Linked DNA regions of Mus musculus: all the other regions are linked to region 1. The links are chromatin contacts, called in public ChIA-PET, HiChIP or PLAC-seq and promoter capture Hi-C maps. All regions are on one chromosome and are shown on one strand. Each heading gives the region's core, a stretch centred on a gene start, on an enhancer-like site or on the middle of the called end of the contact. The rest is flanking DNA. Distances are from core to core; before and after follow the strand shown. Region 1 holds the start of Psmd14 (proteasome (prosome, macropain) 26S subunit, non-ATPase, 14). Region 2 holds the start of Gca (grancalcin). Region 3 holds the start of Fap (fibroblast activation protein). Region 4 holds the start of Dpp4 (dipeptidylpeptidase 4). Region 5 overlaps Dpp4 (dipeptidylpeptidase 4).

Region 1 (4,788 bases), core at 927-3,426:
TACAACCTATGCACTTTAAGACATACAATTTATTTGTATTGTTTTAATTGTGTGGGGGGAGGGTATCTACACATCAGTACAGGTACCCCAGGACATCTGCAGAGCTGGAGTTACAATCCATTGTGAGTCACTGGATATGGGTGCTGGGAATAGAACCCAGGTACTCTGCAGGAACTCTCTCAAGGCCCTAAGCAATAGAATTTAAACATTAAAAAACAAACCATTGATTGAGGTAACATGGCAAGACGGGCACCATTATATTAATTATCCACATTGACAATCTGTCCAGTTTCCAACTTCAACGTTAAGTGCTTGTCTTGTTGCTTTACTTACATTATGTTTGCAGCAGTACAACCAATTTTTAGGCTGGGTACTGATGCACATACCTGTAATTCCAACACTACACTGTGGAGGCTAAAGCAGGAAGATCCCATCAGGCAGTGGTTAGCCTGGGCTGTGTAGGGAGAAGCCATCTCAAAAACAAACAGAAAAGCAGAACCAGCAGCAGCCTGACCTATAATCGGTTACACAGACCAGGCCGGCCTCAAACAGCAGAAGATTCTCCCCACCTTTTCCTCCCTAGTACTGCGAGTGTTCACATGAGAACTGTATTTCTTTGCTAACATTTAAGGCCTTTTCTATAAATTAGATCTTTACTAGCGCTTTCATATTATTTTTGTTGTTGTTGTTGTTTTTGTGAGACAGGATCTCACTGTATAGCCCTAACTGGCTCAGAACTCGTTTTTGTAGACTAGGCTGGTCTTCAACTCAGAGATCAGCCTGCCTCTGCCTCCTGAATTCTGGCATTAGAAGTGTTTACCACTGTCTTGAAGATTCTATTGCTGTGAAGAGACACTATGACCACAGCACCTCTTGTAGAAAACATTTCATTGGGGCTAGCTTACAGGTTCATTTTCATCATGGTGAGAAGCATGGTGGCATGCAGGTAGACATGGTACCTCAGAGTTTTACATCTTGATCCACAGGCAGCAGAAGACTGTGTGCCACACTTGAGCTTATGACACCTCAAAGCCCACCCCAACAGTGACACACTTCCTCCAGCAAAGCCACACTGCCTAATAGTGCCACTCCCTTATGGGCCTATTGGGGCCAATTACAAACTACCACAGCCATGACGTGGAACTTGGTTGCCATTTTAACTTTTTTTTCACTCCGTGCTAAAGTGGAATTACATGCCTTTAACTTCAACACTTGGTAAACTGAGGCAGGATTATATTAATTTAAGGCCAGCCTGGTGTACATAATTAGTTTTAGACCAAGCAGATATACTGAGTAAGAACCTATCTCCAAATTAATAAGTAAACAAAGCGTTCCCAAATTTCTTAAGACTCTTTTGAAATGCGGGCATCATTCTTTGGCAGACACTGAGTTCGATCGACCCACGGGAAAACTGAGTTCTAATAACCCGCAGCAGCGGTAGTTGATTTCTACTTTACTCAAAAATGGACATGTAACCATTCACAGACCAGTACTCAAGTGGAGCAGTACAAGAAGTAATGGCATAGCAGGAATAACCCAACTTTATTCTAAAAACATTCAGGATTAAAAGCATGCCTCTCTGAAGGTTTTTAAAGCTAGCAGGACAAACGATTAAGCGAACATCCTCGCTCCTTTTCTTCCCTGGACTGGAAGTTTTTCAACACAGGAAGATCTAAAGACGAACACACGTAGATCATAAACAGGGTTCTGCCAGTTGATGGGTTAAAGGTTCCCAAGCTAGAGGGAAGCAGAAACGTTTGCAAGGAGATGACATCCAGCCCTAACCCTGCCGGACACCCGGAGGTGAGGGAAGAAAGGACCAAGGGGTCCGCAATCCCATCAGGCCCCGGACTCCACCGGCAACCTGGCTGGGCAACGTGACTCAGGAAAGCCCAAGGCTTGAAGGCGGCCTAGCGAGGCAGGCTCCCGGACGTCCCAGGCCCGCCTCGGGGCTCGGCTGAGGCCGCCTGAAGAGAGCTCGCGGTCTGCATCCTACCTGGCCTTGTGGCGACGCGGCGGCGAGGGCAGCGCCTCACACTCAACAAGGACCTGGCTCGGAGAACAGGCGATGAATCAGCCCGATTCCATTCAAAAGAGTCGCCCAGGCCTCTGCAGAGAAGTACTTCCGGGTTCCCGGCTTCCTTCGGCTTCCTTTCTTCTACCGCCAATTGGAGTCCGCCGGGGAGTGGAGCCGGCGGGGGGGGGGGGGGGGGGGGCGGAGCCGGCTGGGGGCGGAGGAGCACACAGCGCACGCGCAGGCCGCCTGGTCCCGGTCCCCGCGAGGCGGAAGTCAGGCGAGCTGCTCCGCCCTCCTGGTTTTTTTCACAGTGCCAATCCTGCTTCACTGAGGTCTCCATGCTTTGGGAATTTTGGAGTTATCAGCCTTGTGGAGGCTAGACTTGGCTTGGTTCTGTCCTTCGCCTTTGTGGCCTTCCTCAAAATGTAAAAGGTTGAATTAAGGTTTTCTTGGTCACTTGAAAAGCAAAAATTAAAGGGGTGGGGGATAGGGAGATGGTTAGAAATATACAGGCTCTTTCCGCATACAAGTTTACCTCTTCTTGCCTTCACTGCCTAAAAAAGGGGTTATAGGCCGGGCGGTGGTGGTGCACGCCTTTAATCCCAGCACTTGGGAGGCAGAGGCAGGCGGATTTCTGAGTTCGAGGCCAACCTGGTCTACAAAGTGAGTTCCAGAACAGCCAGGGCTACACAGAGAAACCCTGTGTGTGTGTGGGGGGGGGGGGGGGGGGAACCTCAAGGAAATTTGACGTTTTTCCAGTGTTCCTGCCTCTTATTTTCAGCTGTTTCAATACGTATTGAAAAAAAACTACTTCTCTACATAATTAAACGATAACGGCCTTTTATCTTTGTGTTAGATTTTCAAAACAAAGTTACTCAAATTAACTTTGGCAAGTTTCTATCACATCCTGGGACGCCGTTTAGGTCACTCACCATGTTTATGGATTACTCCCACTTTCTCAAATATGTTAAAATGCATCTTTAAAGCGTTTCTTTTTTTTTTTTTTTTAGATTTATTTATTTATTTATTTATTTATTTATTTATTTATTTATTATATGTAAGTACACTGTAGCTGTCTTCAGACACTCCAGAAGAGGGAGTCAGATCTTGTTATGGATGGTTGTGAGCCGCCATGTGGTTGCTGGAATTTGAACTCCGGACCTTCAGAAGAGCAGTCAGGTGCTCTTACCCACTGAGCCATCTCACCAGCCCTAATTTTTTTTAAAAGCATTCCTGACTCAAAAATCACCATGGAACTACTGAATGGTAGAAGAGAATGGATTACAGAATCATTCCCCTTTAGTAAAACTCAAAAGGAATATGGCTATTACAAGAATATGGTTATGATGGTTTGTATATGCTTGCCCCAGGGAGTGGCACTATTTAAAAAGTGTGGCCCTGTTGGAGTAGGTGTGGCCTTGTTGGTGTAGGTGTGTTACTGTGGGTGTGGGCTTTGACACCCTTATCCTAGCTGCCTGGAAGACAGTATTCTGCTAGCAGCCTTCAGATGAAGATGTAGAATTCTCAACTCTTCCTGTACCATCATGCCTGCCTGGATGCTGCTATGTTGATATCATCAAGATGCTGCCCATCTTGATGATAATGGACCTATAAGCCAGCCCCAATTAAATGTTGTCCTTATAAGAGTTGTCTTGGTCATGGTGTCTGTTCACAGCAGTAAAACCCTAATAAGACAGTGGTTAAGTCTTACTGGGCCTGGAGAGGTGGCTCAGCTACTAATCACTTTCACTTTTGCTGCTCTTCCAGAAGACCCAAGTTCATTTTCCAGCAACCACAGTGGGCGGCAAACTGCTTGTAACTTCATCTCCAGAGGATTCAGTGACCTTTTCTCTCAAGAGCACCGTACCCTCACACACATACATAAACATCCACATTTTAAAACATTATTTGTATTAATTCTCAAAGAATTAATAAACGTTAAACATATTCACTTCCCAGCTCATTCTATAACCCCTCTCTCAAACCTTCCCTCTCTTCGCACCCAACCTGGAACCACTCCTCCCTATCTAGTCTAGTTTGTGTTGCCCAACTAACAACTAACAGGAAATGTGGTTGACCTGCCTGGGGTTACATAATTAAAAGCTGTCTCTTCCTCTCCCTTCCCTTTGCTAGTGGTAGGATCTGGTACCTACCTTCCCACCACTATGCTGGAGTTTTGTCTGGCTTGAGTTTGCTTACTTCTTATGCATGTTGTCACATTACTATGAGTTTATTGTGCATCCGCCCAATGTCTAAAAAACAGTTTCTTTGATCCACCACCTCTGCTTCTGGCAATCTCTCCATCTAATCTTCTGAAAAGAGCCCTGGGCCTTGGAAGAAGGGATGAGATATGATGTATGATTGAAGCTGAACACTCCACATACTCCTATTCCCTGTGCATTGTCTCACGGAGAGTCTCTGTGTTAACTGACATCTACTACAAGAAGTATCTCTGATGAAGGCTAAAATGCGTTCTGATCTATGCTATGATCTAATGGTATTAGAAGTCATTTCAATACTATGTCCATTTAGCAGAATAACAGTATTGAGTTCTTCCTTAAAGCCTATGGCCTATCTAGACACAGTTCTTGGCCCTTTTAACAGTGCCAGGTATTAGTTCTGTGTAATAGAACAGACCTTAGTAATCAGAAAGTGTTGGTTACTCCAATAATATTTATGCCACCATTACATCAGCTGGAATATCTTGTCAGGCCAATTGTTTTTGTAGTTTGCAAGGTTCGGGGTTGATGGTTATTTTTCTCTTCTGGTAG
Region 2 (4,788 bases), core at 886-3,385, 950 kb before region 1:
TAAGAATCAACTAAGAAATGAAAGGCAAAGATAGAAAACATTATAGTGCTTGAATGTGTGATAAAAAATATTACAGATGTTCATTGTATTTTCACAAGTAATATACTTTCTTCTGTGGTTTATCAGTTTAAAATAGTTTATAAAAATTTTATTTTTTTATAGTTCTACGGAAACTTATATATATGTGTGTGTGATTTTAAAATAAATTTCATATCCAAGTATATTTATACATTAAGAAACCTTAATTTTAGAGGATTTTAGAGGAAGTGGTCTAGTATTTTTTCTTGAAGAAACATAGTTTTCCAAAATGAAATTATATAAAAATTGTAACGATTTGGATCCCTTAAATTTCTGTGTATTTAATGCTTAAAATTTACAAAAAACACAGATGTTCCTCTCACATTTATACTTCAATATGCATATGTTTATTTTGTTTTCTTTCTTATGACCAAAATGAGAAAGAAAATTCCTTTAGGTCAAGATACAATTTTATTAGTACAGAAATAATAATATACAAAAGTATACAACTTGAGGATTCTTATTTTATTTTAGCCTTTGTACATTTGGGGGACAAGATTTTGTACTGTGCCTCAGGAGAGCCTAGACCCCATTGCAGACACAGGCTGGCCTTGAAACTCTCAACAATTCTGCCTTGGCCTACCGTGCTCAGCTGGTTCTAGCTGGGTTTGGCCCTTGTAAACTAATTTATACAAGGTCTCTGGGAGCTCAGATTAGCCTCAAGCTGAGAATGACCTTGAACTCTTGTAGTTCCTGCCCCCACCTCTCAAGGGCTGGGACTTCAGGCCAGGCTAACATGCCCAATTTATGTGGTTCTGAGGATCCAACCCAGGGGAAACACTCTACCAACTAAGCTACATCCTCAGCTATCTCTGATAAATAATCATTAAACAAATGAAAATTTATTGGAAATGCATCCCGTGAAATATATACTTTATTAGACAAAGGTGTATCTCCTAGCAAAAACTACTTTCTATTTTTTTTTAATATAACAACTAAATATAACAAGTATTAAAAGGTGGACTGATAACATTACCTTAAGGACGTTCTCAGTCCATTTAAATGACTAATGAGGAGTATATATTTGAAAGTGCACAATGCTAGCTGGAATTCAAGCAAGTAACTACAAGCAAACCAGTTTCAGTAAAGTGTGTATTGAAGCTGAAGGCCTAGAACTGAAAAATTACTTTTTAAGCTAATCACTTACTCCCAAGGGTAGGGATTATTTTTTGAAGCCCATAATCACATGTCAATGTCTACACCTATCTGTAACAAAACACTAATGTCTCTTTTTAGGGAACAACAAATAGCAACAGGCCTAGGAAATCTGCTCTCTTCTGCCAGCACTGCAGTGACCACTGCCCAGCCACACTACATAGCCGGCCTCACTGGGCAGAACATTGATGAGGGGAGTGAAAGTTTAGCTTCTTTCGAAAGAGGAAGGGTCTACCCACAGGTTGCAATAATGACTTGAAACTCTCAGAGGTACTGAGGATTAAGGTTACAGAAGAGGGAACAGCCGAACCCCTCCAAAAGCAAAGTCTAGAAAATCCGGTCGCGCTTGGTACTATAGAAAAAGAAAAGTTTAGGAGGCACTGAACGTACATCTCAATTTTTTTTTTCATAAGCAACTTAAAAGACAAGATATGGTGGTAAAAAGATAACTAGAAAAACTACTTAAGTTGGGGATAAATCACAAAAGGTAAATGGAACAAGACATGGTCTTTTGCTCCTCCACTCTATAAACAAAATCTAGAAAGCACAAACACTTCACACCACCGCCTGGACAAGGACGTTTCTTGAGGCTCTGGACCAGACTCCAGCTCGCGGTTCTCCCCTGGGCGCAGGGCCCCGCCCAGCCCTAGCTTCTAGCACCTTACGGTGTCCCGGCGTCGCCTGGTACCAGAGGTCACTGCCAGGGCCACAGGGTGAACTCCGCATGGTGATGCGGCCCGCGGGGTCGCCACAGCTCGCGAGGACTTACCGCCCCTCCGTATCCCGGGTAGGCCATGACCAGGCGATCGAAAGTAACGCGTCACCAGTAAGTCAGCGTCAGCGCGGCTTAGAGCGGGGAAAGCGCAAGTGCGTGCGACAGGTGCGGAAGGTCCGAGCGCAGTGCCGCGCACCTCCGCTCCGGTGAGCCGGCTCTGCCTGGAGTCCCGCCCCCGACCACAGGCCCACCCCTGCCAGAGCAAGCCCCGCCCATCTCACCTGTGATTGGCTGCAGCCTGTCTCCTGGATTCCAGTCCATCTCTCTTACTGGTTCTTTCGAGTTCTTACCAGAAGCCTCCTCCACAGTTATTTCCCCACCCTCCAAGGAGAGCTTCTCCAGGCCATCAACTCCTAGAGTTACTTTTCTCAGTAGAAACCCCAAACCCACCAGGTGATGACTTCTTGTAGCCTATCCGTATTTCCTTTGGACCAGATAATTGTAACTTTGTAGTTACTCACGGTTCTGTGTCGTGTGGATGCAGGATCAGAGTTTCAAAACCATGACCACCATAGCTATTGCCTGCCACACTTGATACCTAATGTGAGAAAGGCTATTTGTAGTTTTATAGATAAATGGTGGCCACAGTTGCCAAAAATAGCAAATAAAAATACAGGATATCTATTGAATTTGATTTTTGAAGAGATTTTTAAAATCTGTATGTCCCAAATACTGAACAAAAAATACATCTGCTTTTTAGAATATTGTTTACATTGCTTACATGGTGTCCTCCATAGTATTTAGTAACTTTACCAGTGATTCAACTTTTGAGAAAACTATTAATACATGATTATATCTGATTATAAACATCAAGAGAACATCTTGGTTTTTATCATTTTGCAAAAAGGAAGGACAAGCCTGCTTTTCTCTGAAATTCCTGAATTTTGTTTCTCCAAGTCTAGAATTCAGAAGAAGAGGGAAGCTTTGGAATTAACTTATAAACAAAAGGGATACCATTTTGATTTCTTTATGAAAAAGAAAAGAGCTAATATTAAAAACTAAGCCCATCAACAACTGTTAAGTATTGACAGAGGAAATCAGCCTTGCAGCCCTGAGTAATTTAACAATCGCTCTGCTGTACTACAGCCGGAAGAACGTGTTGAACCTTGTGAAACAATTTTATCAGAAGAGGCAGAAAGATGCAAGTTGCTAGTATCCACCCTACTATTGAGAAAGTGGCAGTTTCTGCAGCAGTAGCTATTTCTTTAGCTAATATTGGGATCTATTCAAAGAGAAGTAGAATAAAAACCTGCTTGATAAAATAAATGAGAGTGTGACTCAGTAGGTAGCAGGTGATTCTCTTAGCAGAAGAAATCCATGCAAAGCTGTATTCTAATTGACAAACTGCATATGCAAAGTGCTTAGGAAGTGTTGTCTGTAATTGCGACACTAATCCAAATTTAAGATTAGAATTTTTCTGTACTTTCTTTTTATCAAAACAGGTTCTCTGAAGCATTGCCTTTCTGTACCCTGGGAATCAGATCTCCATAGATTCATTTCATGTCTACATGTCCACTTTCGAAGATGGTATTTTCCCTCCAGAACAAACTTTGTACTCCTTTGCTAACAGCTCTTTTAAAGAAACTAAACTTACCTAAACACAGGCTTCCTTCAGTTTGATAGCAAACCCAGTGCTTACGTAATTGAGTGCTCTCAGGGACTCTCCCACTGGCCCAAGGGAGCTTTGCCCAGGCCTCTATTGTACTTTCAGTAATGAAGCCCTTTGTTTCTGACCCAAGAATCCATGCCTCTGCCAACTTGTATGAAAACTGGCAAGCTTGTTGTTAGCTTGCAAGTAGGACAAAATACCAAATACTGACAATGTATCTTCCTTGGAGAAAAGGAGGTAGAGGTAGATACCGAAAGGATTTTCAAATCCACAGCCTATGGCAGGCTTTCTAAATCCAAAATTTAAAGTACAAATTTTGCAGTATTATAAACTGTGTTTTGAAAAATTCACTTTAGCCCACAGATGTTTTTAAATAGTAATAACTTGTCTTTATGATTCAGTTAGCATTGAATAGGCAATAGTATCTTATGAAGACTATTTCATATTATTATGGAATACTCCATATTAATGTGGAATAACATGTATAATATTATGAAAACTATTCCATATTGTTTGGTAACTTTACTAAGTATACATATGCACTAAATATACATATGTGTGCATGTATGTGCCTTAAATCATAAGCTGTTCATTATTCAGCAACATGGCTTTCTGTGTTGACTGAACACCAGGTAACAGACACTGTAAGTTGTAAAGTGTTATTCTTCAATACAGGACTGCATCAGGCATGTGCTGTCATTTTTCTTACTAGAGTGAAAAGTAAGGTTGTTTGTTATTTCAAATAACCACAGCTGCACAGCTGGTATCAGAGATGAAGGCAGAATTCACACAGTTTGCTTGTATATGGTCTCAATTTTTCCTTCCCTCTCCACCTCCAACTATAAAATTTCAAAATATTATAAGAATTATTTACATTGCTAAAAATAAAATATTTAAAGAATATAAAGAATGACAGTAGGTAAATTAACTAGGCAAACAGAAGAGAAAGCATCTTGCTTTGACCAAGAAAAATCAGTCCCCAAATAATAATGTAACCATTTCTCTAATACAGGAGACATATTTTCTGGTGGCGATGAAGTTTATATGATTACAACAACCTGATTGAGCCTGTAATCCCAACCCCAGTGAGATAGAGATAGAATGATTCCCAGGGCTGCTTGGTGGGCTAGCCAAGTATAGTAAGCAAGCTCCAGGCCAGTGTTAAACTCTG
Region 3 (4,788 bases), core at 1,259-3,758, 860 kb before region 1:
CAATATACCCAGATTTGCTTCATGAGAAAAGTTCTCATGCTGACAAATGATGCGATTTTGTTTTAGGATTATACAAGTGCATCACATGTCTTTTCTGTCCCCTTTCACAGGTCCATACAGAAATTTCCAACTAATCAGGGTGCTCACCTGATTAGCACACCTCCAGGCTGAAATACTCAGCAGGAGCTCCAAGATCGGAAAAAAAAATGGATGAATCTTGCATGCTTATAGGAGAGCATGCTCACTGAGTAAACAGACCCTCTCATGGTTAATTTTGTACACACACACACACACACACACACACACGCACACACACACACACAAACACACACATCTTTTCTTAGTGGAAAAGCAAAAACAAAAACCTTGTTAAAAGTATTTTTATTTTGACCCCCAAAAGAGAGAGAAAAAAGGTAAAGCTATTGAATGGTTAAATGTCCACACCTTTTGAACACCTCTCTTGGATATAAGCTAGATCAGAAGCCCGTCTGTAACTCTGTTACAAGAAATATATTCCTAACTTATGAAATTATATGCAAGAGACCATCTTTACTTATTTACCCAGTCACATCCTCCTTAAAACAGTTCAAACAGCTAGAACTATCCCAGATGTTCTAGTTAGATTCAACCAGCTTTCTAAAGAAAATACAAACATAAATAAAATGTTTATTCAACCTTAAAATGTCCCCGTATACTAGTACTTTCAACTTAATGTTGCTTCTTAAGATGTCCCAATTTCTCCATAAAACCTGTCAGACGAGTCTTTGGAGTCCTAAGTGGTACCCATTACCAGTCATGTGACAATGATTAATTGCTAAAGCTAGCAGTATGCATTTTAATTATACCTTAATCACTTATTGCATTTAGTTTCTGTCTAGTAAAGGAGGTCTTGGGAATCACTCACTACAAAGGACTTGCTGATTTTTTTGGGGGTGGGGGGTGGGGGGGTGGGCGTTGGCGAGCTGGGACAGAAGTTCTGAGAAAGTACTATGTGGATGTTCCAAAGAAAGCAACAAATTTGAGAAGACCCTCTAGAGGGCAGTTCACATGGGACCCGGCTGATGGCTTTCTCTCGGATTGACGCCTCACAATCAAGGCACATGGAGATGTCAGTAAGTGCACTGTACACCTGTGATGATGCCTGGTACTGCTTCAATTTGTAAATCGATAGCTCATTAACCGCATGGGGAGTGGGATTCATCCGGGAGCTGCAGTGGGCTTTGAATACTCTTCTCTGCCAATGCATACTAGTGACTCACTCTGCTCACCAGAACTTTCCTAAGGCTAGAATTCAGGGACAGCTGTCTGGAGAATGGCAGGGAGGAAGTTCACAAGCCACTGTGCTGGTTTGTGGTGGAGAAAGTTTCCTGTGGCAGCCAGACCAGTCAACTAAAGCAAACAGCAACACAGAACAGTGATGTTTTCTCGTTATTTTTCATGCACAGTTTGTGAAAGATCAGCATGAAACTTAGCATAGTCAGGCAAAAGATATTACAAACTTCTTGAGAAAGCCAGCAATGGAAAAACTGGAGACACCATATTCTAGCAACAGTATCCATGTGGAAACCAGGAATCTGCCCTAGGAAATTGCTCTGGACCACAGAGAAGGTTTAAAAAAAAATTGTGTCTGTGTGTGTGTGTGTGTGTGTGTGTGTGTTGTGAATTCAGTCATTTTACTGATCTGCCAAGATGACCGATCACTTTGAAATATGTGGACTTAGCCAAAATGAAGTACACATGACTTCTCTTTTCACTTGCCTTTTTAAAATTTATTTTAAGGTCTTTATAATTACTAAATGTTCTCCTTTCTCAGAAGATATTCTGAGAGCAAAGCAAAAATATCACTCTTGTAAAGCCATTTCCATTCTTCCAAAGGTCTGCTGGCAAATTATTCCCGCTGATCTTTCCATCTTTCTAGCCTGTGCAAACACACCTAACCCATACTACATTTCAACAGATGGCGCTTCATTTCTTTAAAGGAAAGCAGCCGTGGGTTTAGACAGTTGAATTTTTAAACTTCTGTATTTACTGAAAGTGCATATGGTGCTATACGGACAAAGAAATTGTGCTGAAAGAAAAACATTTGTGCCTGCAGCACCTCATAGGCTCCCGGGAGAAGAGTGTGCAGTCACACCGTGTACCTCTCACAAAGCCGGATTTGGCTCCACTGTTCTTCCCTTCCCCAAACATTTGATATGTACAATGCACCCTCAAAAAGTTTCTCCATTTGAAATCCTTCCTCTCAGCTGCAAACAAGAGGAGTGTAGAAAAGATTGTTACTAAAGTGACTCGAGTGATTTTTGAGGAGAATATGAAATATAAACCTGAACAACAACAAAAAGGTGAAATAAAACGGCCTCTGTATGACAACTTAAGCAGATGTTGGTGTAAATTTACAAGGATGAGAGAGCTCTAGAGCCTCCCTCCAGCCACTCATAGTTCACTTAAAGGCCAAGAACGCCCCCAAAATCTGTTTCTAATTTTACAGAAATCTTTCGAAATTTGGCACGGTAGTCAAAAGTCCGTGGGAAAGGGAGGAGGGGAGCGGGAAGCAACTCATGTCCTGACTTCAGCTTCCAAGTGGAAGACAGACTTGCTTCTTTTCAACAGTTTTCACAGATGCGGTGACCCACGCTGTGCAGTGAGAATCAGCTAACTTGCAAAAACATCTGGAAAAATGAAGGTTAGTGCGTGCCGTCTCGGGGACGACCGCAGAGTAGAGGCTGCCTGGGCTGAGTATGGTCAGAGTTTTCTATTCTTTAGAGAAGGTGGGGATTTGTGTGTTGAGTATCACTTCCCGGTGTGTGTTAGGATTAGAAAATGGCTCTAAATATACTGTAGAAACATTTGTCTTAGCAGAACTGGAAAGGCTCCAGCAATCACCGCCAGACCAGTGGAACACAATCAAAAGCTCTGTGGGGAAGGAGAAGTAGGATCTAGGGTTAGACAAAATCTTGCCATTTCTCAGGAGGAACTAAGCCCAAACCGAATTTTCTTCTATGTAGACATGGCTGAAAACTGTCTTTGGAGTTACCACCCTGGCTGCGCTTGCTTTAGTGGTGATATGCATTGTCTTACGTCCCTCAAGAGGTAAGAAATTTTCTGATTCACTCCATCTGCCTAGCGTAGCCTGGAAAATGTACCAACGTGTGAACTCAAATGGGTGAACATTTCCTAAGTGCCTATTTTCCAAAGTAAGCCTGTTATTTCTAAGAAGACGTATAAGTTCACAGTTATGTTGTGTGTAAGACCAGAAATACTGGCGATGTAAGGGTAGGAAGAGCTTTACAGTGTTATTTCAGCAACAGAAAAACCTGAGAGCTATTCTGTACCCCTCCCACCACCCCCCCAAAATACACGCAGAAGACAAGCTTTGATAGGCCTCTCAAGACTGTATTTTTAACTAGCATTGTTTTCTATTACTAGATTTGCCTGGTAGCAAGAAAAAAAATAATGAGTAAGAATAGAAACGTTAAAAAAAGAACCTATGGAGGCTTTGAAATCACTAAATAGTGCTTCCAAAAAATTTAAGGAAGATGTTCAGAATAGAAATCTCAGGAATAGCCATATAGGAAAAGTAAAACTCTTGTTCTATATATAGTAGCAATTAGTCATTCAATTAAGAGGCTTGTTACAGTTACGCAAACATTATCAAGGTAAATTGGTTGGGGTGTTTGTTTGTTTGTTTGTTTGTTTTTTATTTTTACAGAAAGGCTTAGGCTGGCAACAATGTCACTTGACTGAGACCTAGAAGATGTTATGCACTGATTTTGAAACTAGTTTTAATTTTAATATTATCCATTGGTAATAAACTATGCCCCTATTATTCCAAACCTTCTTATGAACAGCAATGTATGCTTCTAAAGCAGAGATGTAATGTAACAGTGACAGAGACTGTACTATAGGATCTGGGAAGAACAAATGCTCCGAGTTGATCAGAACCAGGGAACGTCTGTGGTTAAAGTGAACGGACTCTGAACAAGGGTTAGTGGTCCAGCCTGAACCAGCAAACACGTCAGTCCTGAATTCTCTGTTGCTTTTTAAAATTGAAACATGTACAACGTACAAAAGCTTGAAGAGTTCAAAAATGTCCACATCCTTTCACAGAATTGCAATGTGCAGGATAACCTGATGAAGGCAGTCTCCTTGGAGCTGCACTTTTAATTTTTAGCTTGCATCTTCATGTCCTAAAGCACAAGATTTCCCCTGGGCCATCAAGGTGTATCCTCCTATTGTCATTTTATTAAGCTAGACTCTCACCTCAATTCTTAGAGGACACACTGCCTCCAACCAGGAGCTTCTGAGTGCCTGGCCAGGTCTCTGACCCCTTTAATCCAGTCTAGTAGAAATCAGCCTCTGGCTTTTGCATACACTTACCAGAGCTTGAGATGGATATTCTGCTCCCTCAAAAATTAACAGTTTTTGGAAGCAAAAGTACATGAATTTTGTTGAGACAGACTTTTCTGTCCACAAGTGTTGCCCTTTGGACTTTGAAGAATATTCCCAATGAGAAGCATATTTATCCATTGCAAATAGCATATAAGGATAGATATTTGGGTCTATACTTACATTTATAGATATAGACATTTGTGTAATTACATATAATCCCAATCTTTATCTTCTTTCCAAGTTTTTTTATGAATAGCATACTCAAAAATATGTTATAAACTATATATAACATAAAAGTCCTGTGTTTTTTTATAACATAGATTTCTATTTTCAATGGAAAAGATAATTCTCTAAGTAATTTCCTGTTATTGTGAAATAATCAAATTAACCTCAAGATGA
Region 4 (4,788 bases), core at 1,064-3,563, 700 kb before region 1:
CAACTTGGAGTGAGAGAGGGATTTGCAAGTCTATGCTATTACACAGTTTCTCCACATCTTGAGTTTAATGAGCCGGTAGATGCAGTCCTTACTATAAAATGGCTGAAGCAACCAGGTCTAATAATAGAGTCATAAAAAGTACCCAGGGTTTAAGAGCATCTTCATCAACTTTTAAAGGAAAGAACCAACTGTATCTTACATGTACGAGTAGTTTGTCTGCATGTCTGTCTGTGCAAAATGTGCATGTCTGGTGCCCCAAGAGGCCTGAAGAGGATACTGTGTCCACTAGGAATGGAGTTATAGATAGTTGTGAACTCCCAAGAACTCAACTCAGGTCCTCCAAAAGAGCAACAAGTGCTCTTAACCCTTGAGCCATGTCTCCAGCCCTGGTCTCACTCGGTAGCCCTGGCTGGCCTGGAACTCACTATGATATTGAATGCACAGACTTGCAACAGTCCTGAGATTAGGTGTATGTGCCACCATGCCTTCCACCAAGGTCTTGGCTATTTGTTATTATAATTAATTATGACAAAACTCGGGGACCTCCTTGACAGTGGTTATGATGACAAATGGCTGCTCTCTTTTTGAATTTCAGCAACTACCTTGCTCCCAGGTTGTAAACGAGGGTAAAGGCACAACCACGAGACCGCAAGTCCATCAGTTTACTAGAGCTACTGTGACTAGTTACCACAAGCTGGGTGGTTAAACAAAAATAGTGATTTGCTCCCTAGTTCTGGAACCTAGGAGTGTGAACTCAAGGCATCCTCCACAAAAGGTTCCTTCTGAGGACTGTGAGAAAAAAAAAATACCTGTGCTCGGCCTCCTTGGCTTGTAAGAGCCCACTTCACCCCTCTGTCTTTTATGCCATTTTTCCCTCTGTGTATGTCTCTGCTTCACCATTTTATAATGATAGGAATCACATTGGGTTCAATAGTCATAACTTAACATCCAGGGGGACCTATCTCCAAATGAGAAGATCTGGGAGTTAGAGCCTTAAATATATATTCTTGTTTAGAAGATTCACTTTAAGAGATATCATCAACTAACTACCCAAATGAGTTCTCTACAACGAACAAAGTTTAACCTAATCATCAAATGATGAAGTTGGCAGACGCAAACACATTGGACTTTAAGATGGAAATGGCATGTGTTTGTGGAAGAGACAAGCCTCACCAGATCCCACTAGGCAAACATGGGCACAGATTCAGAGAACCTGGATTCTGCCGTGCCTTCTCCCACTGTGGTAATGTCTCTCCCTCAACACTTTCAGTGGCTTTATGGAGAGTCCCCTCTAACCAAAGAACAGTGGAAGGTGAAGCATCATTCTTTAGCAAAGGAAGATGACAGCTCCTGTGGGGGAGCTGCTATATCAAAGCCCTGCTCAGGAACTCTCCCTAAGGAACAGAACATTCTGTGTGGGGACAGAAATGATTGGTTAGAGCATCTATGCCAACTCAAGTGGTAGCTAATATATTGACTAGCCGACTCATTAGGGATTTATTTAAAACACCATCAAAAGGCGGGTACAATGAAAACTCGCAAAATGTGCAGAGCGTGGGAAAATAACTGTGTATACAAGGAAGAATTAATCCCAGAGAACAAGATGATCCGTTCTGTAGATGCATCCAATGACCCTTGGTGCAGGCTTCCAGGTTAAGGCCATGGCTGGTGTGGTTATTACTTTTGTTGAGAGCCGGAATGGCTGACAGCAATGGACAGTGATGAGCCTTCTGATACTGTTCGCTATAGGTCTTTTAGACTGCGCTCTTCAGCTCTGGCTCAAGGCTCCACTGAGTCTTGACTCAACTTCTTCAGGTGTAGGAGAGGGAGGTAGAAACAGACACTTGGGATACATAATTAAGAGGACGTGTGTGTGTGTGTGTGTGTGTGTGTGTGTGTGTGTGTGTGTGTGTGTGTGTGCAAGCGCATGTGCATGCGCCTTAGTCTATTTATAAAGAAATATACTTCCTCAAATTGTGGAGACATGAAAGACTAAGGTCCAGTGGCTTCAGTATTAACTCCATAGCATCGTGGCTGAGTGAGTTCATGGAATGACTTGATGTTGTTGTGCATAATCTTCCTCCCTATAAAATAACACAGTAATCGAGTAGAACAATGCTTAAAGTAACTTCCCACTTAAGAAGCGGTAGGGTTACTTTTTTGCGGGGGGAGGGACTCCGGCAAAGCAAGTGAACATTCCCCAGGGAGGATTAATACAGATATCCAACCTGAAGTGTCATTCAAAAGGGAACAATCACCTTTTCTCTTTCTTTGCCAGCCAGATAACATGGGACACCCAACCCCTTCTCTCAGACTGACAGACCTCTCAGGGAAGGGGACAAGAGAACTGGCAGCTAGTTTCTGCAGTGAGCCGTGAATCTGCCAAACTCCATGCCTGCTTGAACCTCAGCTGCCTCGATTATCCACGCAAGGGAGCAACAGTTAAACCTCAATGTGCAATGTCTCTTTTAGCAAAGGGGGTTCGCTGTTCCCCTTATCCCTCACTCATGGGGGCCCTGCGTGCTACTTCCTGGCTCGCCTAGTGGTCCTACCGCGCTGGGTCGGCTGCCCCGCGCTCACACTGTGCACCGAAGCCCGCCTTGCGCTAACTAATGTTTAACTCAGGCCGAAACTTGGCGGCGAGCTCAGGGTGACTGCGTGCAGAGCAGCCGCGCAGGACGTCCGTCTCTGCGCGCAGTGACTTCTGCCTGCGCTCAAGCTTCAGAGTTCAGTTTCAAGGAGCCGCCCGACCATGAAGGTGAGTGCACCCCGCGTCGCACCTCCCTGGACCAGAGGGTCGGGTTGTGGGTGGTGTTTAGACAGATTCTCTCCAAACTGCCCCAGTTTTCCTGGAGGCAACCAGGAGCTGCCATTAGGCGGAAGCCACGGGGCCACCCTCACAGGTGAAGGCACGTCCGTCCCGGGAACTGGCTTAGATCTCTGGCGTGTCCTACTGGGACCCAGGCACTGAGCCTTGGAAGTCGGGGACGGTCACCCGTGGAACGCACGCGGCACTCTCATTTGGCATCAGACGGGTGGGTGGGAGGAGAGAAGCCAACAAGATCATAAGATCATGCTCAGGGCCAAAATTCAAGGGCTTCTGCCTGAGTGAACGCCAAACCCCTCAGGTCTACTAGTGCACCTGCAAACTCCTCTGCCTCTGAAGGGGCCTAAGTCCCAACCCTCTTCGCAGAGAGGAACAAAGACTTCCCCTCTAATTGTTTGCAATCTGACCTGCTTGCAGACACCGTGGAAGGTTCTTCTGGGACTGCTTGGTGTCGCTGCGCTTGTCACCATCATCACCGTGCCAATAGTTCTGCTGAGCAAAGGTAGAACCTTGCAACATCTTAAAAAGAGAGGGTGGTTGGAGACGGGGTCAGGCGGCTCTCAAAGCGAGCTCAGTTTATTGGGGGGCCTTGACCCCTGTGCTGGGTTATGGCTGAAGAGACTGGTAAGTGTCTCTAAATGTATTTGCTGCTTCTGGGGGCTCCAGTGTTTAGGCCTTGAGGCTTCCTCGTTTTGTTGTGTATAACAAATACACACTTCCTGACACTGGGAAAGAGGCGCGGCTTCTTTTTATTAAATTCAACGGAAAGTATCTTAACCTCAAATTGATTTTAGAAGACTGTTGATTGTAGAGCTTCCAAGGAAATAAGGCAGCTTTTGAAGACCCAAAGCATAGCAATGAGGCAATAAGAATGTCTTAAGTGGAGTGGGGAATGAGAAAGAAAAAGAAAAACAGAACAGAACAAACTAAACCAGGAAACCCAGAGATTTCTCCTTCAAGGGTGATGAGACTCTGCCAGTTGGAAGATTCAGTTGGGGAGAAGGAATTATTTGACCATTTTAGAAATACTGCATCACTAAATCGCCACTGTGCCTAACATAGTGACCTAGAATCAGTCAACTTCTTCTGGGTTGTTTCCTTGAAAGTCCCCAGCATGCGTTTTCAGCTTGCCAGAATGTTCCAGTTTAGTCCCGGCTTTTGGTACAAAAAAGAGAGTGGATGCAAGCTAAGGAGAAGATAATCTGGGCCTCCCTCCTCTTCTCTTGGGAATTATGAACTACACATTGTGTGCATTCTATACATTGTGCACATTCTAAATCAGTCATCACCCGAATGAGTCTCTCCGGGTGGAAATGTAGTCAGGTGGTCTTAGTCAGACTTCAAGACAACAACTGAGAATTAGCATATAAAGCTATGAAAATCACTCGGTTTCATGATGGAGCCAAGGTTAATCAGTGACCCCTCTGCTGATGATATTTAATCAAGACACCAGTGATTATTACTGTTTTGGGCAAACTTAGGTCTGTTGTTCAGGAACTAAGGAAGACCAAGGCCTTCTTTAGCTACAGAAGAAACTGAGGCCAGCCAAGAAGGAGCGAGGTCTTTCTCGAAGTACATTAAAAAAAAAGGAAAATTAAATAACATTCAAAAATCTGGGTGAGAAAAAGATGAGTCCTATCTAAAATCAAACAATCTCAAAGGATAGCCTGGATAGACTAGTTTTTCTCTACAAAGCAACAAAATTCCCTACGGGAAGCTTGTGGGATTATGGCCTATGAATAAACCCACTGGAGATGGACAAAGAATGAACTTGGGGTCTAAGTCATAATCTTGCTTTCCAAAGAGCTTGCTCAAATTATTGTTAACTGTAAGGATTCCATCTTACTGGGTAGAGCATGCAGACTCTGGAAAGCCTATTCTACCCTTTTGCATGAATAGCACCCACTCTCTTCCCTAAATAAATATCAAGGATGTTTCTCTGCAGAGGGCTTCCTGAGAGA
Region 5 (4,788 bases), core at 1,402-3,901, 680 kb before region 1:
TACTAAGAAAGGATGGCCTTTCCTCTAATTTTCAAAAAGATGGTCCTCATTTCTCTATAGAACTTCATTCGTGCAGTCTGTGCCATCCTTTTCTCTCCCACCATTCTTAACATGATCACTTGGGATAATTTCAAAGAAGACTAAACCTTTCTCTGGAGTCCTACTCCTTGGACCCCCTCACTAACATTGGTTGTAGTGCTACATTCACAGAAAAGGTATGAAGCACATTTTGACAGTTGCTTCCACACAGTTCCAGGCTCTATCCATTATCCACTTCCAGTGTTGCTTAGCAACTCTTCACTTGTCCAATACCAATTTCTGGGCTGGCCATTTTATGCTGCTAGGACAAAATATCTAAGGCTGGGTAATTATAAGGGACAGGAAGTTATTTCTCATAGTTCTAGAACCTGGGAAAGCCAAGGTCAAGGAACCAGCTAGCTCAGCATTATGTAAGAGATTGCTTCCCTGATGACATCTTCTATCAGCAGCATCCTCACGTGGTGGTCCATGGTGGGGTACACTCATTGCCCCCACCCATTTCACAAGTTGCTAATCAATCCTGAGAATAGAACCTCCAGTACTTAATCACCTCTCTCCAAGCCTGCACCTCTTAAAACTACTGCAATGAGTTAGATCTGAACAATAGCAAGTTATTCAGTAGTTCCCCAAAGCCAAATGCAATAGGCAAGTCTGTGCTCACAACTAGGCCCTTGGCTTTCAGTGCCACCTGCGACTCCCTTCTTGTGTTTTGTGATTCGGCAGAGATAGGAAGTGGCTGTGTGATCCAGTCTCAGGGGCCATGAAGCCTGTCCGTTAATTGTTACTTCCTCCTTATTGAATATTTTTTCTTTGTCTGCCAAGACTGCTATTTTACAAAAGTGAATTCTGCAGTAACACCTGTTTTATTTCTTTGTACTCTTTGTAGAGACAAGAATTAGTGTGGAATGTTGACTGGTTGCCATATGGCATCCACAAACTACAACCAAATACCTCTTTTTCCTGTTTTTTTCTTAAACAACTTCATGCATTTGTGAGCCTTAAGAAACATATTTCTTTCTAGAAGTATTTCATTAGCTATTTAATTTCCAAAGCAGTTTATCTTTGGAAAGTAGAAATGTTATAAATCAGAGTTTAAGAGTTAAAACATTAATGATGAATGAACATATTTTTTATTGAAAAAATAGTTAACACACATGGTGACATTGGTCAAAATCAAGACTACTCTGGAAGACTGTAGTCTCTCTTATTTTGATTTTGTTATCCTGGGGTTACAATTGATTTATAAGTAATTCTGACCTTGAAGCTAGGATTCATTATACCATAGCCTTTGGTGAGACTTCATTACTAGGCTGAACCATTTTGAATGCTGCTCTTCTGATGTTTATGATTGACAAATGTCATTTTTACATGGCTCATCTTAGTTCTTTAAGCCAAGGAAATAAAGCAGAATACAGCTAATGTCTTCCCTAAGATTCTAAATTCAAGAGATTGCATTTGTTTATGAGCTGATGGGTACCACATGATCAACTGCTTTCCTTGGCTGGCACAAGGCTTTAAATCAATAAGTCAAGTGAACGGCGTGTCCCGGGTCGCACCACGAAAACCATAGCAGCAGCCAAGGACCTGCATCTGTTGCTGCAGCAGTGCCCTGTCAAGGAGCAAGAAGACGAGGAAGGAGAAACAGGAACATGAGCACGTCCTGTAAGAGTCGGAAGGGTGTACCTTGCCAGCAAACTGTGAAGCTGATAAAGGTCAAAACCTGGACTTGGCACTCGAATCTCACAGAACTCGCTTATCTAGATGTTTCCAAACTGTCTTCCAATGTGTCCTGCTCATCAAACGGCAAGATAAAAAACAAAACTAAAAAAAAAAAAAAAAAACCCAAAAACCAACCCACAGGGAGTAGTTGTTGTTCGACTTGCTCTAGTGTGGCCAGACTCTGGGACTGTTTGTGAACAGATAAAAAGTGGTTTGCATTCAGCTTCCTGAGCACCTAAGTGAACCTTACACAAGGCAGGGCTGGTGTAGGCCCTGCGGGTGTATACGCGCCGTGAGTCATCTTCCTTGATCTGCGTGTAGATCCCCAAGAATGTCATAAGCTGAAGGGAACCAGAGTGAGGCACAGATGAGGAGCTTAGAAAAGCTATGTGCTGATGTGAGAACAGGCTGAGCAGTGCCAGAGGGGTGCTAAGAGGGGCGCAGGAAGGGAATAATGGCCCACTGGATACTAGGTAATCCCAAGGAATCTGGACTCGATTATTAATTTTAATTAATTATCAATTAAAATTATCAGCTCCAAACTGTCTCTGTAACTCCTTCCATGGGTGTTTTGTTCCCAGTTCTAAAAAGGGGCAAAGTGTTTGTTAGGCTATGCTGGTGCCTGGCAAACACAGAAGTGGATGCTCACAGTCAGCTATTGGATTAAACAACGTCTGTGAGCTAACAAGGAGAATGTAGCAGTTTTATCTATGGAAGGAGAAGGTTCAAAAGTCGGATATTATCAGGTTAGCTCAAAAGGAACTACTGTTAAAAACTTCGTTGGAAAGGACAGTTTCTATAAGAGAATTACTTTCCCATGGGCTTTGAAAAGAGTAACACAAAGGGCAGCTTTTACTGGCCTGCTTGTGATGTGGCAGGTGCTGTGGTTAGGTGTTTCCATGCACATGAAAATGTTTGAGAGTGTGGAGAAAGATGTTAGGCTCTTTGTGATTTGTCTCTGGAGTGAAGTGAATGAATAACTTTACTTTGTGTAAAGGAATTTTTTTTTGTAATACTTATGTGATAACATCTTACATTAAGTAATAAAACCTCACAAGAGACAGCTATATCAGGGTCCTTTCAGAAAAATCTTGCTGGCGTATGCAATGGTGTCAGCATTTGGAGGCTGATTATGGGATGGATATCCGGGTGTGGCAGTCTCTAGATGGTCCATCCTTTTGTCTCAGCTCCAAACTTTGTCTCTGTAACTCCTTCCATGGGTGTTTTGTTTCCAATTCTAAGAAGGGGCAAAGTGTTTGTTAGGCTATGCTGGTGCCTGGCAAACACAGAAGTGGATGCTCACAGTCAGCTATTGGATGGAACACAGGGCCCCCAATGGAGGAGCTAGAGAAAGTACCCAAGGAGCTAAAGGGGTCTGCAACCCTATTGGTGGAACAACAATATGAACTAACCAGTACCCCGGAGCTCATGTCTCTAGCTGCATATGTATCAGAAGATGGCCTAGTCGGCCATCACTGGGAAGAGAGGCCCCTTGGTCTTGCAAACTTTATGTGCCCCAATACAGGGGAATGCCAGGGCCAAAAAGTGGGAGTGGGTGGGTAGGGGAGTGGGGGGGAGTATGGGGGGCTTTTGGGATAGCATTGGAAATGTAAATGAGGAAAATACCTAATAAAAAAATAAAAATAGAATGAAGATACCAAAAAAAAGTAATAAAACCTCTGCCTCTGCCTGTGAGTGTGTGTGTGTGTGTGTGTGTGTGTGTGTGTGTGTGTGTGTGTGTCCATCATATTATCTCACTGGGCAAGTCCTGTTGTTTAAAAAGCACATGGCCTGGCTGTGAAGCCTGCACAGTGAACACAGAGGCTCTTCTCACTGCGAAGATGGTTCCCTTTACAGAGACGCTTCCCTTGTGAAGGCTAAGAGTGGCATTCATGGCTATGTGTATATGAACACATATCTAGAAGGCAGGTTCCATCAGTTTAGCTAAACAACAATAGTATGTTTATCCAGTGGGGTCTGAGACCACCTCAGGTATGAGATTTTACCAGTTTATAGTATCAGACATGAATTCCCTTGTGTGGAGTGGGTCTTGAATCAGACAGAATTTAGTTACCCTCCTTAATAAGTAACTCTGCCATGGTGCTGAACTCAGGGACTTCTACCAGCTCAAATGCTAATAAGGAATTTTTTGAGTCTTCAGCCTTAAACACAATATCCATGCCATCCTTTGAAGGCCTAGGAAGCATTTCGAAGAGCCAGAAGATAGGGAGATGGGTTGCATAATACAGCGACACAGCTATTTCAAGCTTGAACTCACAGTAGAAAAGCTGCCTACACAAGTCTGGCTCTGCCAACAGTCAGTTCATGGATGAGAAAGGAACTCATGGGGCCCTACCCATGCTGGCTACCGGTGGATTCTGAGAGAGGGGATTCATATTGAGCTGTGCATCTGCTGGTTTACCCACCAGCCCGCAGTACAGAGTTTCATATTCATGCTCACTTAGATGGCTCTCATTAAGTGCAGTGGCTCACAAAACAAAGACGTGAACTTGGAATGAGGACTCGTAGGGAAGAGTAGGAATTGACAGGGGTGAGTGCACTGTATACATATATAAAATTTTTAAGGAATAAATTTAATTAAAAATAGCTCTCAACACAAGTCGTAAACTGATATGAGGAGCAAATTAGGGAGGGCAGAATGGAAGCCATCATGAAACAGTTAAAGAGACAGCGAACAAAAGCAGGGGAAGCCTTTACAGGGAAATGGGTGAGGATGAGTAGCAGAGGTGGGAAAGGCAGAGGCTGTGCCTGTGTTCAGTCGCTGATCACATGGCTGGCTGAGACAGCATCTGGAGGCTGTGGACATGAGCTGAGAAGAGAATGCTCTATCAGACAACGGAGGCCGGCTAGTGCCACATAAAGACTTTCAAATGCTCCTGGAGCTAACAAAGAAATGCAGGGAGCTTCACCAGGCTGAAAGGCATTTTGTTGGTGGTATGGAGGAGGGACAGCAATTGAGAACTTGAAGTCACAACACCTAGAAAACAAGTATCAACAGGTACTTGTTCC

The links. Promoter capture Hi-C pulls out the DNA fragments that hold promoters and counts their contacts. ChIA-PET counts read pairs in DNA pulled down with a chosen protein or histone mark. HiChIP or PLAC-seq counts read pairs in DNA pulled down with a chosen protein or histone mark.
Region 2: a contact with region 1 is called in a promoter capture Hi-C map of pre-B cells. The contact joins the promoter of Gca here to the promoter of Psmd14 in region 1. A contact is called at or near these places in 5 of 39 promoter capture datasets (embryonic stem cells, erythroid cells, liver and 2 more), 3 of 115 datasets of contacts at active chromatin or transcription factors (astrocytes, embryonic stem cells and large pre-B cells) and 2 of 9 other capture datasets (adipose tissue and embryonic stem cells).
Region 3: an H3K4me3 HiChIP or PLAC-seq map of pro-B cells shows a contact between it and region 1, with 6 times the contacts expected there. The contact joins the promoter of Fap here to the promoter of Psmd14 in region 1. A contact is called at or near these places in 9 of 39 promoter capture datasets (the C10 cell line, the HPC-7 cell line, cranial neural crest and 5 more), 1 of 115 datasets of contacts at active chromatin or transcription factors (pro-B cells) and 1 of 9 other capture datasets (macrophages).
Region 4: a contact with region 1 is called in a promoter capture Hi-C map of pre-B cells. The contact joins the promoter of Dpp4 here to the promoter of Psmd14 in region 1. A contact is called at or near these places in 16 of 39 promoter capture datasets (the C10 cell line, the HPC-7 cell line, cranial neural crest and 9 more), 11 of 115 datasets of contacts at active chromatin or transcription factors (the 230-238 cell line, T-cell acute lymphoblastic leukemia, bone marrow-derived dendritic cells and 5 more) and 2 of 9 other capture datasets (embryonic stem cells and liver).
Region 5: an RNA polymerase II ChIA-PET map of memory CD8 T cells shows a contact between it and region 1, with 35 read pairs. The contact joins the enhancer-like site here to the promoter of Psmd14 in region 1. A contact is called at or near these places in 3 of 39 promoter capture datasets (the C10 cell line, hippocampal neurons and pre-B cells), 6 of 115 datasets of contacts at active chromatin or transcription factors (the 230-238 cell line, bone marrow-derived macrophages, large pre-B cells and 3 more) and 2 of 9 other capture datasets (liver and pancreatic islet).

The regions. Positions count from the first base shown.
Region 1 is chr2:61,709,082-61,713,869 of GRCm38.p6, reverse strand. It overlaps Psmd14 (proteasome (prosome, macropain) 26S subunit, non-ATPase, 14), which reads right to left and starts at 2,176. Exons shown (of 12, transcript NM_021526.2): 1 at 1,997-2,176.
Region 2 is chr2:62,661,674-62,666,461 of GRCm38.p6, reverse strand. It overlaps Gca (grancalcin), which reads right to left and starts at 2,135. Exons shown (of 8, transcript NM_145523.3): 1 at 2,003-2,135. The coding sequence starts at 2,029.
Region 3 is chr2:62,571,741-62,576,528 of GRCm38.p6, reverse strand. It overlaps Fap (fibroblast activation protein), which reads left to right and starts at 2,508. Exons shown (of 26, transcript NM_007986.3): 1 at 2,508-2,683; 2 at 3,006-3,090. The coding sequence starts at 2,678.
Region 4 is chr2:62,409,756-62,414,543 of GRCm38.p6, reverse strand. Dpp4 (dipeptidylpeptidase 4) reads left to right here and starts at 2,313. Exons shown (of 26, transcript NM_010074.3): 1 at 2,313-2,758; 2 at 3,245-3,329. The coding sequence starts at 2,753.
Region 5 is chr2:62,388,279-62,393,066 of GRCm38.p6, reverse strand. The region is part of intron 2 of Dpp4 (dipeptidylpeptidase 4); the gene reads left to right. Among named protein-coding and RNA genes, the nearest start is that of Dpp4, 22 kb to the left of the region's middle. Within about 2 kb of position 2,651, at least 108 of the 459 cell types and tissues checked have an H3K27ac peak or open chromatin away from gene starts, as enhancers often do. A contact at or near this core is called in the 230-238 cell line, liver, memory CD8 T cells and 3 more, where this site is marked.